2 separate regions of the Mus musculus genome follow, and region 1 is linked to region 2. The links are chromatin contacts, called in public HiChIP or PLAC-seq maps. All regions are on one chromosome and are shown on one strand. Each heading gives the region's core, a stretch centred on a gene start, on an enhancer-like site or on the middle of the called end of the contact. The rest is flanking DNA. Distances are from core to core; before and after follow the strand shown.

Evidence for each region. HiChIP or PLAC-seq counts read pairs in DNA pulled down with a chosen protein or histone mark.
Region 1: a contact with region 2 is called in an H3K27ac HiChIP or PLAC-seq map of embryonic stem cells, with 6 times the contacts expected there. The contact joins the promoter of Trip4 here to the enhancer-like site in region 2. A contact is called at or near these places in 2 of 39 promoter capture datasets (second pharyngeal arch cranial neural crest and stem cell-derived epiblast-like cells), 1 of 15 datasets of contacts at CTCF or cohesin (embryonic stem cells), 6 of 484 Hi-C or Micro-C datasets (all in embryonic stem cells), 20 of 115 datasets of contacts at active chromatin or transcription factors (the 230-238 cell line, the SCID.adh cell line, bone marrow-derived macrophages and 12 more) and 2 of 9 other capture datasets (adipose tissue and embryonic stem cells).

The regions. Positions count from the first base shown.
Region 1 is chr9:65,907,372-65,911,235 of GRCm38.p6, forward strand. Trip4 (thyroid hormone receptor interactor 4) reads right to left here and starts at 1,423. Exons shown (of 14, transcript NM_001357872.1): 1 at 1,068-1,423. Csnk1g1 (casein kinase 1, gamma 1) reads left to right here and starts at 1,639. Exons shown (of 14, transcript NM_173185.2): 1 at 1,639-1,797.
Region 2 is chr9:65,605,511-65,609,774 of GRCm38.p6, forward strand. No RefSeq gene overlaps it. Among named protein-coding and RNA genes, the nearest start is that of Pif1, 20 kb to the left of the region's middle. Within about 2 kb of position 1,466, at least 45 of the 459 cell types and tissues checked have an H3K27ac peak or open chromatin away from gene starts, as enhancers often do. A contact at or near this core is called in embryonic stem cells, epiblast stem cells and stem cell-derived epiblast-like cells, where this site is marked.

The DNA of each region.
Region 1 (3,864 bases), core at 173-2,672, 300 kb after region 2:
TACATTTGAGCCTAAAGTGGTTTCTTAAAAGCTTTGCAGAGTTGACTGCCTAGGATGGATCAATTTAATGCCATCCTATGAGTCTAGGAAATGAAAAGGCCTAGTGTTACTTTTCAATTACCAAAATTAGTTTTCTGTCTTAGCTGAGGTAAACAACAGTCTACTAATAATTTTGTGACCAATAAAATCGGGTCTTACAGTTGCAAGTGTATCCACTGATGTAGATGAGAAAAATTCAGAAGTTAAAGTTAAAATAGGAAAGCCGGTCCATCCCGGTAGTGAACGCTTTAAATCCCAGCACCTGGGAGAAGAGGAAGGTGGGTCTCTGAATTCAGGGCCAGCCTGGTCTACATAGACATTACCTGATCAGTCATCCAGGGCTTCAAAGTGAGATTCAGACTCAAAAAATAATACAGTCAAGTGATGGTTTTATCCCCCACCCCAGGTTTCTCTAAAAATATAATTACTATAATTATAGGGGTCGTTACAGGGGGTTATTTTGTTGGCTTTGGTCTCCACCATAGTTTTCCAGTTTTTTCAAAGAGTGAACTTATGCCTCGGGTATGTTAGGTAAAATGTTTTAAAACTGGGACTGACCATGTAGTCTAGGCCTTGGAGTTACTATCCTCGCTTTTCCTCTGGAGTCTAAGCATTACAGGTCTGCTTGTCATGTCCAGTAAATGAGTCTCCTTGCCTCCCTTCCTTTCTTCGATGCCTGGGAATCGAACTAAAGACCTTGGGCATGCCAGGCAAGTTTTGTATCACAGACCTAAATCCCCAGCCTAAATGAGGGTTTTTATGGACACCTTTCTTAGTCACCGTATAGGTATGTTGGTTTATTCTGATGGGAGGCTTAGTTGTCTTCCTACTCAAGCGAGATTACCGGCATTCTTTGTCTCCCCCAACTCCCCCGTTTTATGGAATAACAATAATAATATTACTCTGGTCAATTTTCATAGACTCAAATATAGCTAGGTTATTTCCAGGTCACACATAAAAACGTTAAATCCTTAAAAAAAAAAAAAAAAAGAAAAAAGAAAAGACAAGGTAAGACAAAACTTTCTTACCCACTTCACTGTTCGACTTCTGGAGCCGGTTCAGAACGAAATGCATGCAAAAGTCTGGTTGAAACGACAGGAAATCCACCAGAGGGAGATGCTTGCTAGACAGTGAGAAAGAAGCTCCCGCAAGGGGCCTGGAGAGGAGCTTTGGGAGGAGCTGCCGAGATGGCCCAGGATTCCAGGAGGTGTGTGTAGTTTGGAGCTGGTGTCAGAGACCAACTGATGGAAGCAGCTACGTTGGGCCTACTACCTGCTGCAGCGAAGGGTTTACCTGGCCTAACATTGTAAACTAAAGGCCTAAAAACATTTCCAAATGAGAAAACGAAGCTCCCAACCCACTTACCAACAGTCCCCGAAGAAATGGGGGGGGAAGGGGGGTATTTAAAGGCACTTCCGCTTAGCAACCCCACGCTGTTGCTAAGGAGGGGCCGCAGCATTAACGACCCGGAAGTGGTGGTCTGAATTTCACAGCGACGACAGGGGTTTGTCCTATCAGAAGAACGAGGATGCTCTGCGGCTCCAGGAGGTGGGTGGGACCTGCATTAGTACTTCCGGCTTGGCTCGGCCGCCCCTCAACTGGTCTTCCCCCTCCCCTCCGCCTCCTCCGCTCCCTCCGCTCCCTCCCGCTCCTGGGAAAGCAAAGCTGCGGCTTAAGGGGTGGTTGAGAGAAGCAGTAGGCGCCTCGGGGAGGGGACCGCGCCCGCCCCCTTGGAACACTGGAGCACCGCTGATTTAGGTAGGTACTCTGGCTTCGACTGGGTCTGGGAGACTGGAGTCTGAGATGTGTGTGTGTGTGTACGTGTGTGTGTGGGGGGGGTGGGGTGGGGGCTTTAGGAGCCCTTCGCTGGGGCGGGGCAGTGGACTCGGGAATCCCGGGTGGGGCGCGGGCCTGTCCGTGGAGGGTTGCGGGGGCGGGACAGAGGGACCAGGGTCCCTGCGTGCAAAGAGTTGCGGGTTGCGGGTTAGACCCGGTCGCAGGAGGCGCCCTTTCTGAAGCAGGGACTTCGGCCAATGCAGACCGGGAGTTTCCCACCTGGAGTGCCAGCTCCGAAAAGAAGGGGGAGCATCATCCAGGGCCGAAATCAAGGGTATAGACTTGGAGAGGTGACTGTGGTCATCCTGTGCTTCACATTGTCCGCGTCCCGGACTCTCTGTTGGGACAGAGCCGGGCTTCGAGGGCTTGTAAGGGTTTCGTGTCGGCTGGGCACCGTGGAGCCGCCCTTGGCAGAGGTAGGGCAGAAGAGTGGGTAATGAGACCTCCCTCCACCCAACTTCCGTGCGCTTCCCCCGCTTCTTCCTTTATTGCTCTCTCGGCAGGGCGCCCTATAGGAGCGTTGTCCCCTAAGTGGGTACGCATCACGTCGTAAAACAAGAGTGTGAAACTGGGTTTGTTGCCCCCGGATGATTTTTCGGATATTTGCAAAGTGCCAGAATGGCATATTCTAGCAGTCTCCCAGACCGATATGAGTCTGGTATGAATTTTCTTAGAAAATGCAATACTGGAAGGCATCTGACTATATTCAAACGTAGCCTTGTAAATGAGCATGCTTTAAAAAAACCACTAGGAAATCCATATTTAGAGGTCTAGATGAGACATGTTTAGGCAAGCCTTTTTCAACCTCTTTCTCACCTGCCAGTAATCCTTTTGTGGTTTAAACGAATTAGAAATGCTATCTTCATTTTGTTTAAGTGACTGAATTGTAGGAAGTATAGTATATGTCTTAGAAGAACTAGTGAACATTTAGAGAGACAAGGGACAAGAGTCCCTTTCCAATGATTGAACTCTCTCTTAATCTTTTAAGGAGATAATTATGTTCAAGTGGAAGTATTGGCTTTGAGAAAGATAATTCTGGGAATGAACCCGCCTTTGCCTCTTAACTAGTTGTTGACTTTGGTCAAGTCACAGACTAACAGTTTCAGCCTCTTCACAAGGAGGAATTAAATTCTAGTCAGTGTCAAAAGAGAGGTGATTACTTATATAACTCCATTTAAAACAAGCACCTTTGAATTTCAAGGTTGTCATTAGTCAACATAGTTAAGGGAGCCCAACTTAGTGGAAGGGGATTTTTGAAAAAGAAACTGATAATATTCAAATAGTATACGGCAGGAATTCGAGGTTTGGGTTTTTTGTTGTTGTTGTTGTTGTTGTTGTTGTTTTGTTTTTGTTTTTGTCTCACACACACACACACACACACACACACACTCACGCTCTGGCTGGCCTGGAAGTCACTCTGTAGACCAGGTTGTATTGTACTCACAGAGCTCCGCCTGCCTCTGCCTCCCCAGTGCTGGGATTAAAGGCATGCACCACCACTGCCCGGCTTTATTATTCTTTATTTTGTAGTTCTGAGCATTCAGTTCAGAACGGTCTCACACAGTTTTCACTATTGAGATACAACTTTAGATCCTAGAAATTGATCATATGTAGCATAAAATGCAATTATCAATAGTTTCCTAAAGCCCATATTAAGTACAATATGTTTATTTTTTTGAAATGACCAAAGTACATTTTATAGGTTCTTCTCAGATAATCTTTATGCTGTTAGATATAGCATGGATTGAAATAAAAAACATAAGTAACTTACTTAAATCTTAAATCACGTGTCTTCTTAATGGAAGTTAAACTTGGGGCATAAAATAGTAATTGTAAGGTCAACATCACTTGCATGACCCATCTTAGATTATAAGATTAGCAAAACTTAGTTTTGTTTTGTTATTTTGAGACTGACTTATCATGTAAACTCAGGCTGGCCTTGATCGTGAGATACTCTTTCCCCTGGAGTGTTGGGGTTACAGCTGTTTG
Region 2 (4,264 bases), core at 216-2,715:
TATGCGAGTATAATCCCATCTCCTGCCTGGGTGGGGTGGTCAGCTATTTAGGACGCTATGCCTTGTAAGACCCTGGTATATCTTACCCATCCCTACTGGCTACTCCAAGCACGTAGACCACTAGAGGGCACCAAAGAATCAAGTTTTCCCTGGAGCCTGCAAATCCTTTTGTCCCGAAGTCTCCAGCCTGAGTGGGGCACACCCTCACCTCAGGAGCTGGGGGCGGAGTCGGTGTTGAGCTAGAAGGGGTTTTGCTGTTATTCAGAAGCCTCCACTGGGTGTGTGCACAGGAGCTCATGTTTAGGGTTCTTTAACCCCCACCCCTTGTTCTTTTTCTGGGGGGAGGGTGGGACTACTGTTTCTACTTTATGGAGAAAGCGCCCTGGTGTATGAACAGCTAGGTACCTGGTCAAGGCTGCGGTTGGTAACCGGGTCTAACATAAGCCCCAGTTACAGGGTTCACAAAGGCTGATTCCTGTGTTTTAAGCACTGGCTCTCCCTTTTTTTTTTTTTTCAACTGTGACTTCAGAGGTTCAGCTTAAGTCCTCTGAACCCTGTTTTGATCATCTGTTGATCAGCCAGTCAACAGAATCAGAAAGACTGGGCCTGGAGACACAGCCTTAGAGTGCACCGCCTTTAACTTCAGCATTTTGGAAGTAGAGTCAGATAAGTCTCTGGAAGTTCAAGGCCAGCCTTGAACTTATCTCAGTTAAACAAATTAAATTCCCGAAAGGCACCGGGTGGGGGTGGGGGGTGTCAAACTGGGGCTAGCAAGAGGGAAACCCCCCAGATTGGTTCTTATTACCTAAAGACGCTACTTCCTACCTTATATACCTACGCTTCCCTCCTCAAACAGGGGCTAGCTGCGCATGTGCTGCTGTACAGACCAGCCCACCTTTCGCTCCTCAGCCCCTTGGCCTCAGCTCCCTCCCTTTGCCTTTCAGCATCCCTGCAGATGTCTGCCACATCCCCAGGTGGCCCTTCACTTTTTTCCTCACTGGTGTTGGGTTCAGGAAGCAGAGAACCAGCTCACCTGGGGAGATTCAGAGTGAGGCAAGCATCCAGTTACTTACAAGCCGGGGCAGGGAGAACAGACAGGGGCAGGCAGCCCAAGGTCAGGACCAAAGCTCTAGGAACCAGTGTCAGGGAGTCATAGCACTGTCTGCTTTGCCCTCTATACTTTTTCCACCCCTGGGGTTTAAAGATCATGCCATCGGCTGGAACTGTGGGGTTGTGCTCGGTATAAAAAGGCTGTTCTGGCCCTGGAGAAGCCCTGCTCTCTCCTCCACCAGAGCTGCCTCCTCCCACCCCTCATCCTCGGCCCTGGCACAACACTCCATGCCTATTTAAGGCAAATCTCCTGATCTTTTAAATAACATTCGGCTCCTTGTGAAGCAGGCAGGCAAGGCCAGAGCTTAGGAAAAGGGGGTGGAGCACTAACCTCTCAGAGGATGGGGTGGGGCAGAGCAGGATTGGGGAGGTGCAGATGTGAATCTCTCTCTTCCATAGGGTGTCTTGGGAAGATCTGAGTCCATCACTTCCAGCATTTCATTTGGTTCTCAGGATTGGCTCAAATCCTGGAGGGAGGCCCTCCCAGAATGCTACAGTGTGGCCCTAGCTGGGGTCCAGGTGGGAAGAGGTAGGATTCTGGATGCAGGACAGATGTATACATAGCTAGCCCTGGGTGAAGGGACACAACTAGAGTGGCCAGCAGGGAAAGTGGGGGAGTCTGCAGGAGGACTGACCACTAACTGATCCCACTGACAGCCCAGTTTATGAAAGACAACTGCTATTTGATTCTGTAACTCAAGGCTCAGAGAGTCCAAGAGGCCTGCCAAGGACAACACAGCTAGTGAACACAGGGATTAATGTTTCTTCCCTGCCCTGACAGGTTTCTTTTGCTTGGGGTACATGACAGTAGTCCGGATCCCAGGCCAGGCACCATTTAAAGCCCACTGACATTCCGTGTTTGTCTTTCTATCTCCTTGTGTCCCCACCCCCCCTCCCCAGATCACCATTCCTCTTGCCTGTATCTCTGCCCTGGGCTTCCTGGATTCCTTCTTTCCCCTTTTGCTCTTGGTATTTTTTTCCCCAGGCAGCACCCCTTCCCCTATCTCTGCATTCCCAACCCCCTAGTTTCCCTGAATGACTGAGATACCCTTTCCAGTGTTCAAAAGGTGACATCAGGGATCTTTTACAGCTCATGTTGCCTTCTAGGGACTAGGCACTTCACCAGTGTGTGAGCCCCAATGGGCTCAATCCCCTGGGTCCACTGAAGGAGATTCAGCAAGTCTCAATGCCTATGTAGAGGAGGGGTGATAGTCCTTCCTTCCTTCCTCTTTCTTTTCCTTTTTTTCTGAGACAGGGTTTTTCTGTGTATCCCTGGCTGTTCTAGGATGCCCTCTGTAGACCAGGCTAGCCTCAAATTCAAATATCCACCTGCCTCTGACTCCTGAGTGCTGGGATTTTTTTTTTCCCATTTGTTCCGAGACAGGGTTTCTCTGTGTAGTCCTGGTTGTCCTGGAACTCACTCTGTAGACCAGGCTGGCCTCGAACTCAGAAATCCGCCTGCCTCTGCCTCCCGAGTGCTGGGATTAAAGGCATGCGCCACCGCCACTGCCCAGTGCTTTGGTGAGGTCTTTCTAGTCTGACTCTACTATGAAACACTTTACATCCTTGGTCAAACCTATTTCTCTCTTTGGGCCTCTGTCACACTGATGGATTATAAAGGTTTATTTATTTAACTTTACTCTTTGTGAATTTCACATCAGGCACACCAATCCTATTCATCTTCTTGTCCTGTCCCCACATATCTACCTTCTGCCCTTGCAAGCCCCTCCTGAAAAGAAAATTAAAAAAATAAAAATAAAAAAAAATTCAAAATCTCATAGTGGAAGCTGTGGTGTGTCACAGTGTGCCCTTTGGTCCAAACATCTTCTAAATGTTGATTGTAATGGTTCGAGGCATCTGGCTTCTGCTACTGGATCCTCACTGGCACTCCTCTTGGACATCCTGTTGTTACCCTGTGTCATGGCGCTCCCTCAGCTTTGGATCTGCAAGACCAGCCCCTTCACGTGTTCCAGCAGCTCATAGAGGGGGTAGATGTTTGGGTGGGTCAACTCACAGCTCTGGATCTGGGCCTGGATGGTGGCTGATTTGGTCAGCCTGCCAGCACTCCTGCACCCACGTCACCAGGGCGAGCTCTTAAGGTGGCACGACCTAGCAGGAAGAGCCCAGCTTCAGCCAAATCGGAGTGACCAGGGCCAATAGGAACACCAGGAAAAATTCTCTTCTTGGCTGTGCCTCTCTCGAAGAAGTGAAGACATGAGACCAAGAAGCCTTTAGCTATGCAAGCAAGTCAAGCAAGTCCCTCTCACAGTCCACTGAGTCCTAGTTATACTCCCTCCAAGCATCACATGTCCTCTATGGGTCTTGCCTCAGCACGTGAGTCTGACTTAGCAAAACTCCTTGTGAGTCTATCTCAGCTGACATCATTCTGCCAATCAGCCTGAGTCTGAGGAAGTGGCAAGAAGCCGCAGCACACCACCAGAAGTTTTTTGTTGTGTTTCTCTCTATGGAGTCTCGACAAATGAAACTCAACAAGGCATTAAGGCAAACCAATGCATGCATGTCCTTAGTGAAGAATCCTTTATCACACGTCCTTTCATCTGCTTGCTTTAGCAAAACATCCGTTCACTTGTGTCTGCTTCAGCTAAACATTCCTTCATGAGTCTGCCTCAGCCTTTCATCTGTATTCACTTCAGTGGAAAGTTCCTTCACATGTTTGCCCCAGCAAAACACCATCTAACACAACTGACTTTCCAAAGAACCCTTAAGTTTCCACTTCAGGGCTGATGAGATGGCTCAGTGGGTTAGAGCACCCGACTGCTCTTCCAAAGGTCCAGAGTTCAAATCCCAGCAACCACATGGTGGCTCACAACCATCCGTAATGAGATCTGACTCCCTCTTCTGGAGTGTCTGAAGACAGCTACAATGTACTTACATATAATAAATAAATAAATCTTTAAAAAAAAAAGAAGTTTCCACTTCAAAGGTGTTTTATTTTTGACAAGATCTCATATAGCATAGGCTGGCCTCAAACTCTGTATGTAGTGAAGGGCAACCTTGAACTTGTGATTTTTCAGCCTCTACTTCCCCAGTGTGCTATTGATTACAGGCTTGCATCCAGACACCCCAGTTTATAAGGCAGTGGAGACTGAACTTAGTGCTTCCTGCATGCTAGGCAAGCACTCGTCCAACTGAG